2 separate regions of the Gossypium hirsutum genome follow, and region 2 is linked to region 1. Evidence: chromatin contacts called from public Hi-C data. All regions are on one chromosome and are shown on one strand. The core of a region is the stretch at or near the end of the contact, and the rest is flanking DNA. Distances in the headings are between cores, read along the strand shown.

Region 1 (4,026 bases), core at 780-3,279:
CATCCAAGCCTTATCATGTTGAATAATTAAGAATAAATTATTTTTTATTATATATAGATTAATTCATTCTTCAAGTTTTATGGATTTGATATAAAACACTTATACACATTAAATCTTTTAGATTTATGTTAAAAGCTTTAAGGTTTAAAATAGAAATTTCACAAAATATAGGGTTGATACGTCGAAACTTTAAGTTTTCCTTTGAAATTGAAATTATTGTTGACCAAACCCACGAAATTTCTACTTTCAATTATTGATTTTGTCTTTTGTGAATTATTATTCATCCATTATGGTTAAAAAATTTGATTTGATTTATAATTATCTTCTATGATTATTTAGATTTAGTGGCTTGAGCTGCTATTTTTTTTATTTGGTTTTGGATTCAGAAATAGATTGCGATTTGCAATTCTAATTTTCTTTTCGGTAATATTTTTTTTGGTTCATTAAGTATTATTTATTTATTTATTGTTTCTTAAGCTTGTTTACAGTAGAATTTTAGAATAATGTCTGATTTTATTTTACATGAACTGAAATTGATTTTAATGGTACGGTTATAAATTTTGATCGAACTGATTTGATGGGTATTGTTTTAATTTATGGGGTATTGGAAATAATAGGAATTGTATTGAAAAAACATTGGGCTCAGAACATGAGTAAAATGGAATAATTCTCTCTGAACTCTGGCAACAATTCTTCTCGTCTGGTAATAGATGATGGTGATGGGTCTCGGGCGGATGTGGACCATAATACAAAGAAAGGCTGTTTTAAAGAAGGAAATGGTGAGGAAGATACTGACGTGATGGTTGAATCTGGATCGAGTCCAAAGATATCCTGGAAGGATAAACTTCTGGGATTAATCCTGAAGCGATTGATAAAGAAGAGTTGGGTTCTCCTAGTGTCGATGCTGATGATGATCTTGAATTTATAGAATGAGACATCCACAGATCTATCGTCAAAGGAATTCCTGACATTGATTTCTCATAAAGGATTCAAAAAATACTGTTCCAACAAATGTAACTCACGGTAGTCATTAAACTACTTGGAAGAAACATAGGGTACGGGGCCCTTAATAATCAAATTAGTAGCCTTTGAAATCCTACCAAGCCATTCCATCTCATAGACATTTAGAATGGATATTATCTGGCTAAATTTCAATCCACGGATGATTATACTAAAGTATTATCGCAAGGGCCTTGGCTGATTTATGGTCAATATTTGATAGTTCAAGCCTAGACAAAAAATTTCAGCCCCTTACAACCTTACCCGAGCATGGTGTTGGCATGGATAAGGTTACCAGGTCTTCCAGGTTTTTTATACAAGAAGAAAATTATTGAAGAAATTGGAGGTACGATTAGGAAATTAGTTCGGTTGGATTTCAATACCGATAGCAGGATTAGAGGCCGGTTCGCCAGGATGGCTGTCTGCATCAACTTGGACAAGCATTTGATTGCTCGAGCCCTCGTGAACGGCAGAAATCAGAGAGTCTAATATGAAGCGTTGCCGACCATTTGCTTCTCTTGCGGGAAGTACGGCCATACCAAGGAATTATGTGCTTTGATGCAATCAGATTCTGGCCTAGAGAAGGAGCAGGAGAATGGTACTTCGACGGAGACGAGGAAAAGAGGAAAATTCTTGGATTACAGACCATGGATGGTGGTTGAGAGGAAAAATCAGCAAAACCCTCGGAGTGATATTCTAATTAGAGCGGATATTAAGGGAAAAGGCAAATTGGGTTCCCATTTTGGTGCTTCGGCTAATATGGAAGGTTTGGAGGATTTGGAAAAAGAGCATAATAAGGGAGCTGAGGGAGAGTTGGCCGCTTTTCAGGGGAGATTGAAGGCTGGAGATTTTGTTGAAGAACAAAGACATAAATATCGGGGTAGCCCTAATTTTAATAATAGTATGCGGCTTGGAGGAGATAATTTGGGGTGTTGAGTCTATTAATTTACCTTTGGCTGACCAAGGAGTTAATGGGTCAGTGGGCTGGTCTTCTGATGTGGGGGTTTCAGTTATTGGAGCTGAAGATCCATCTTTTAGCAAGCAAATAAACGATCCTAACAGAATTAATCTGTCCCAAGCCATTAATAGAGTGGGCCCAATCTGCACAAACGCAAGCCATATTTCGACAGACCTAGGGAGTTCTTCTAAGTCCTCATCTGTTTCTGTTCTTAAGACTACGGATGGAAATGTTTTTTATAAAACACATTCTTCTAATTTTAATTCAACACCCATTAATATTTCGTGTCCTAATCCTATTTTTGTTGACCAGGGGGCGAATTTAAATGTGGATTCTGCTTTGACTCCCAAACCTGCTTCTTCGGTGCCAAAGTCGATTGAAGTGCAGGTTATCAATTATTCTGATGACTTAAGTCCCACTGAGCATATTGTTGTTTCTTTTAAAGAAAAAGGATCACCTGATGGTGTCAATTTGGAAAAGGCCCCACTGCAAAATTCTGGTGCTAGCAAGACTTGGAATACGGGGAAAATAATTGAGGGTAAAGAAGGGAGTTTTCAGGCCACTAGGAAAATTAATAAAATCCCTCATGAGAAAGGGAATAATATTAAATTAAAAATTCTTCCAAATTTTCTTTGAGTGACTCTATGGCAGGTTGGCTCAGTCTGTTACCACCTTTCATAGTGCTGACCCTGATGTTTGTAACAACCTATTTTAGTGAAATCAGAATAATGCTTTCGGAATCACAAATTCGAGTCGAAAATAAAATTTATTTTTATTTTATTACATGGTCCATATTATGTTAGAAATGTTATGTGAAAATTTTGATAAGAAAATTTTACCGATAATGTTCTTAATTACGGGAAAGACCAAATCGCATAAAATGCAAAAGTTGAATTCTAGTGGCTAGAAGATTAAATAGCTATGGAATTTGAAACTTGAGGTCCTTATATGGTAATTAGGCCATTAATAAAAAGTTAGTAGATATTTTTGGATGATTCATCCATGGAAAATTAGAAAAAGGCTAAGGACTAAATCAGAAATCAAAATTATTAAAGATGATAAATTAATTAAATAGAAATAAAAATCATTTTTATCATCTTCTTCCTCAAAATATTCCATGGAAACCCTAGGAGAGAGAGAAGAAATTTTCTTGGCCAAATTGGGTAAGTTTTCTTGTCCTGTTTTTAGTAATTTTGATATTTTTGAAATCGGGATAGCTTAATCTATCTATTTGGGGGATTAATTTGAAAAGTTATCAAAGTATGGAAATTAGGTTATAGATGAATATGCTGAAAATTTAAAATTTATGGTAGAAAACGAAAAGTTGTTGATAGATAAACAACTTTTACAAAGTGATTTTTGATGAAAACATGATTTAGGTACTAAAATGTAAAGTTGTGAAAATTGAAGAAAAATTCTAAATTTGATAGAAAATATGTGCTGTAAATTCTACATTTTATGGAAATCAGGTTATGAATGAATATGCTAAAAATTTAAAATTTATGGTAGAAAATGAAAGGTTGTTGATAGATAAATAATTTTTACAAAGTGATTTTTGATGAAAATATGGTTTAGGTACTAAAATGTAAAGTTGTGAAAATTAAAGAAAAAATTCTAAATTTTATAGAAAATATGTGCTGTAAATTCTACATTGAAATTTCGGTTAGGCTTGGAATAGGGAGTAAATTGCACAAATTTCATTTTCCGAGCCTAGGGACAACTGGAATTTATGGAAAAGTTAGGGGCAAAATAGTAATTTTATCGAGGATGTAAATTGATTCCAAATGAATATAAGATGTTTGAATTTGATGTTAAATTTACTCATATAGATCTGGACAGACCAAATTCGGAGCTAGAATGAGGAAAAGAGGAAAATTTCGGATTAGTAGATTTTACGTACACGAACATTTGTCGAGGTAAGTTCGTGTAACTAAATAGTGTATATTTATATGCTTGAATTAAATGTTGTGTTTGTGAATTGTATAAATATCATGTATATATATATATGACATTGAAAATATATCTGACAAAGTCCGATCAACGATAATGCCTGAAAAATGATAAATGAT
Region 2 (4,026 bases), core at 462-2,961, 270 kb after region 1:
CAAAACTTTAATATTAAAATTTTATAATTTTATGGCCACCTCCACATCAAATTTTGACTTCAACATGAATCTATTACATTATTCTTCTTTGGAACATAATAGATCAATTTTGCATGAGAAAATGATAGATAAATTAATGGAGTTTGATAAAGAAAGATGTAGAAAGAGAATGTGTAATTAATCCAGACATCCCCAATCATAATGTCTCCCTTTTGCAGCAGCTTTTGGAGTTTCTGATATAACACCACCCACATTTGAATCATGATGCCATGGCCGTCCATTCTAACATTAATCTATATCTTATTCACAAAGTACAATTAATAATATAATACCTATATACTACTTACCATAAAAGAACAAAGCCCACCATTTTGGTGGATTTTAGGCATATAAAAATTTATCTCAATTTTAAGGCTCATACTTTTACAATATTACAATATATACTCCATTAAAGACTGCTATGAAAAGGCTAATCAAAGTCAAATCCATACCAACACTATAAAAGCAGTAGTAAGGAAAAATACATGTTTAAATTTGAGGGATAATGTAGTTGAAAATAGTACTTATGAATCTCAAAAATAAATCATAGAGTGAACATGATAAATAAATAATAAAAAAAGTCTATTATTTTGTCTATAAATATCCATTTTAATTATTTTTTATTATATTCAAATTTGATTTTTTTATTTTTATAATATTAATAGTAGGTCGGTTAATTAGAACTTAAAATAATAAAATTGGGATATTTAATCATTGTTTATGTAAAAGAAATATGGAAAGGAAACAACAAAATTATTGGTCTTCAACTTGGAAAATAGTTGATCTCAATTTGCTAAAATTCATAGTTAGGTTGAAATATGAAACCTAACCAAAAAGAGTTGATTTATGTTTTCTGGTAACAAAGGCCATGCATGCATGTCTTCAACTAAAACAATCTCTCACTTGCTATAATTATACATGATTATACTGAATGCTCCCTTCCTTTATAATTATGATTTACTTTACAACCCACTTTTGGATTAATATGAAATTGTTTTATCTGTGATCCGATCAAAACTAAAAAAAAAGTTATATGAAAATAGTTTAAATTAAATTATTAATTTTTGAGAGGGATCAAAAATATAAGTATTCCATTTTGTTAAAAGGTTAAAAATGATTAAAGTATACCATTTACTGACTTTAGATCGTAAAATGTTTTCAAATGTAAAGGATCAAAAGAATAATATTTCAATATTATAAATTAGAACACTTGTAATCATAAAGAAATTAAAATTAAGAGCTCCTTTATACGTAAATATACAATGTTCGTCTTAAAATTCGATCACAATCCAAACTTTAACTTGATATGACGTGGGTCAAAATGTCATATTAGTCCTTGTACTTATGCAGGATTTCAGATTTAGTCCTTATACTTTAAAGGTTAAAAAATTCAATCCTCCTACTGTTCTAATTTAAAATTTTTAATTCAATCATTATATATATTATTAATTTCTGTCAAATTTATTAATTTAATATGTTTATTTTTTGTCAATACATCTATTGTCATAATGTTAATTTGACAAATTTTGACGAAAAATATTAAAAATAGAGGGAGCACAAATTTTACAAGGTTGTAAAGTGGCATGAAGGGGTAATAGAGTAATTGCATTAAAAAGTAGTCACAATGAAACTTTGCCTTTAAAAATTGAGATTCTCTCTCTTAAGAAAAAGAGAAAGAAATCAGTTGAAATCATGGCTGCCAAATGAAAAGCAAAGAGTGTTCGTAATAAAGAAAAGAAAAGAAGGGCACATCACATTACCAACTCTCCCATGCCTTTCAGACTCATCCCTTCAACTTGAAGGCCAAAAAGCCTTTATTTTATTTTTTTGTATTTTTCACCTCTTTCTCTTTCAACACACAGATGAAAATTCCCTGTTTTCTCATCTTTGCTCACCTCTTTCATTCATCGCTCTTCACCTTGCTTTGTTCATGCAAGATCCTAAGAACTCTCACACAAGGTAAACCTTTTTCTCTCTTTCTTTTTTCCTTTTCTGCATGTAATCCGAATGCTGCTACATTGCTCGGATCAATTCAAACATTTCTCATGAATTATCACCTGTTTTAGTATCGATTGTCTGTTTTTGCTGTGAACAATGTTGCTCATAGAATAGATAGGAATGGTGTTGCCAATTCTACCCAAATTGAATTGATTTTGAAAACTTGTTGAGATCAGCTCGGCAAGTTTGCATACAAGGGTGTTAGTTAAAATGCCCCTGATTTTCATGCAGTTTTGATTTGAGTAAGAAATGTTCAAAATCTGCAGACTCAGCAGTTTTCTTTTGCACATTTGTCCACTAAGTGCTTTGCTTAGTGGGCCTATATCTTTACTTGATTTGATCCAATAAGCTAAGTTAAGTCAATGGTTTGAGCCTTATGGCTTGTGTAAGAAATTCCAATCCAATCTTGCCTACCTGAAATCCATTATGTAATATTTATACTAAATCATGCGACACTAGGTATGATATTAATTATCATTAAAAAAAAAAAAGGTATATTAATTTTTTTCACTTATTTAATTGGTGACGTCAACTCAGGAGATATTTATACAGTAAGTGTAGATATAGATAGTAAATTTGTAACTAAAGAACAGCATAGACCCTTAATACCAAAAAGAAAATACATAAACCCTGATCAGAAAGTATGCATTTGATCGTCCAAAAATCGTTGCTAAGATCATTTACAATTTATTTTTTACAAAAAATAAAAAAATAAAAAAAATAAAAGTTGCAATCTGAAAATATAAGAAGATATATTGTCCTAGAGGGTGTCTTGTTCAAGTAACAATTCTAATGTATATTGATATTGTCCTAATTTTGATCTAACACCTATAATCTCTCTTAACACTAATTAAGAAACTGTCGAGATTTTATCTTTATAGGATCTGATCATATCTATTTTATTTGACATAATATCTAGAATTATTCATAACTCTTTCCCAACTCATAAATAATAAGAAAATAATGCGCTTCAGTATATTTAAACTTATGTCCTCTTGCATAAACAACAATACCCATGCCAATCGAGCTAAGAATAAATATATATATTCAAAAACTTTTTTTAAGTTTGACTGACATTAACAGGGTCTTCGAGGTCATATTCCATACTGATATCTGAATATCTACGGAGCATGGTTACTTCAAAAAGGAAAAAAAAATTGAAGCAACATTATTTTAATATATATATATGTCTATATATATGTATAGTGAATATGAAAGTATCCAAAAAGAAGCATGAATTTAACTTTTCCTTTGATATACGTAGTAGTAATTATAAAGTTGATTGTGGTTTTGATATTGGCTTTTTTACGATTTTGGCGTTTTGGTCTTCATCCTCAACAGTTTTTCCAAAAAAAGTCTTGCTCAAGATTTGATGCTATAGTTTTGCTTGATTTTCCATAGGAAGCCTTGGTATCAAAGAGCAATGGAGAGGGCCACCGTATGGAAAACTGTTTCGAAGACGGCCGGAATCCCTACTACAAATGCTACAACATTGTGGAAAACCATTTCAAGACCAACTGAAATCCCCATGGCGAATGCAACATTTTGGAAAGCGATTCCCAAGTCCACCGAAATCCCTTCAACTCATCCCAATAGATCGGAGAAGCTACGGAAATGTACTTCCCTAAGGGTTGCCACTACGTTTACTCGAGTTTGTCTATGTGCACCAATCTCTTCCTACAACGAGGTATTTCGTGCCGATGTTCCCCCTAGAAGAAGCAACACTTACCCTAGGTCAAAGGCCTTTCCCCTGGCGCAAGAAAGGGTAATACCAAGAGCGAGACTTAGCACGGAAGGAAGAAGAGTTTTCCGTGGTAAATCATTGACGGACGATGTATTGATGAGGAGATTTGTTGTGGAAGAAGAAGCAATGATGCAAGTTAGGAGGAGGAATCAAATGGAGGTTATAAGGAAGAGAAGTTTGATGAGAAGGAAGATGCTTGGCCCTAGTCCTCTTAGTAGAATGGTAAAAGCTAATGAAGATGATGA

Evidence for each region. A called contact is a pair of places that touch in the nucleus more often than the background predicts.
Region 2: a Hi-C map of leaf shows a contact between it and region 1, with 2.4 times the contacts expected there. The contact joins the promoter of LOC107896785 here to the enhancer-like site in region 1. A contact is called at or near these places in 7 of 34 Hi-C or Micro-C datasets (callus, leaf, petal and 1 more).

What each region holds. Positions count from the first base shown.
Region 1 is chrA10:81,446,577-81,450,602 of Gossypium_hirsutum_v2.1, forward strand. No RefSeq gene overlaps it. Among protein-coding and RNA genes, the nearest start is that of LOC107896791, 39 kb to the left of the region's middle. Within about 2 kb of position 2,030, at least 9 of the 9 cell types and tissues checked have an H3K27ac peak or open chromatin away from gene starts, as enhancers often do. A contact at or near this core is called in leaf, where this site is marked.
Region 2 is chrA10:81,720,846-81,724,871 of Gossypium_hirsutum_v2.1, forward strand. It overlaps LOC107896785, which reads left to right and starts at 1,712. Exons shown (of 2, transcript XM_016822055.2): 1 at 1,712-1,998; 2 at 3,439-4,026. The coding sequence starts at 1,970.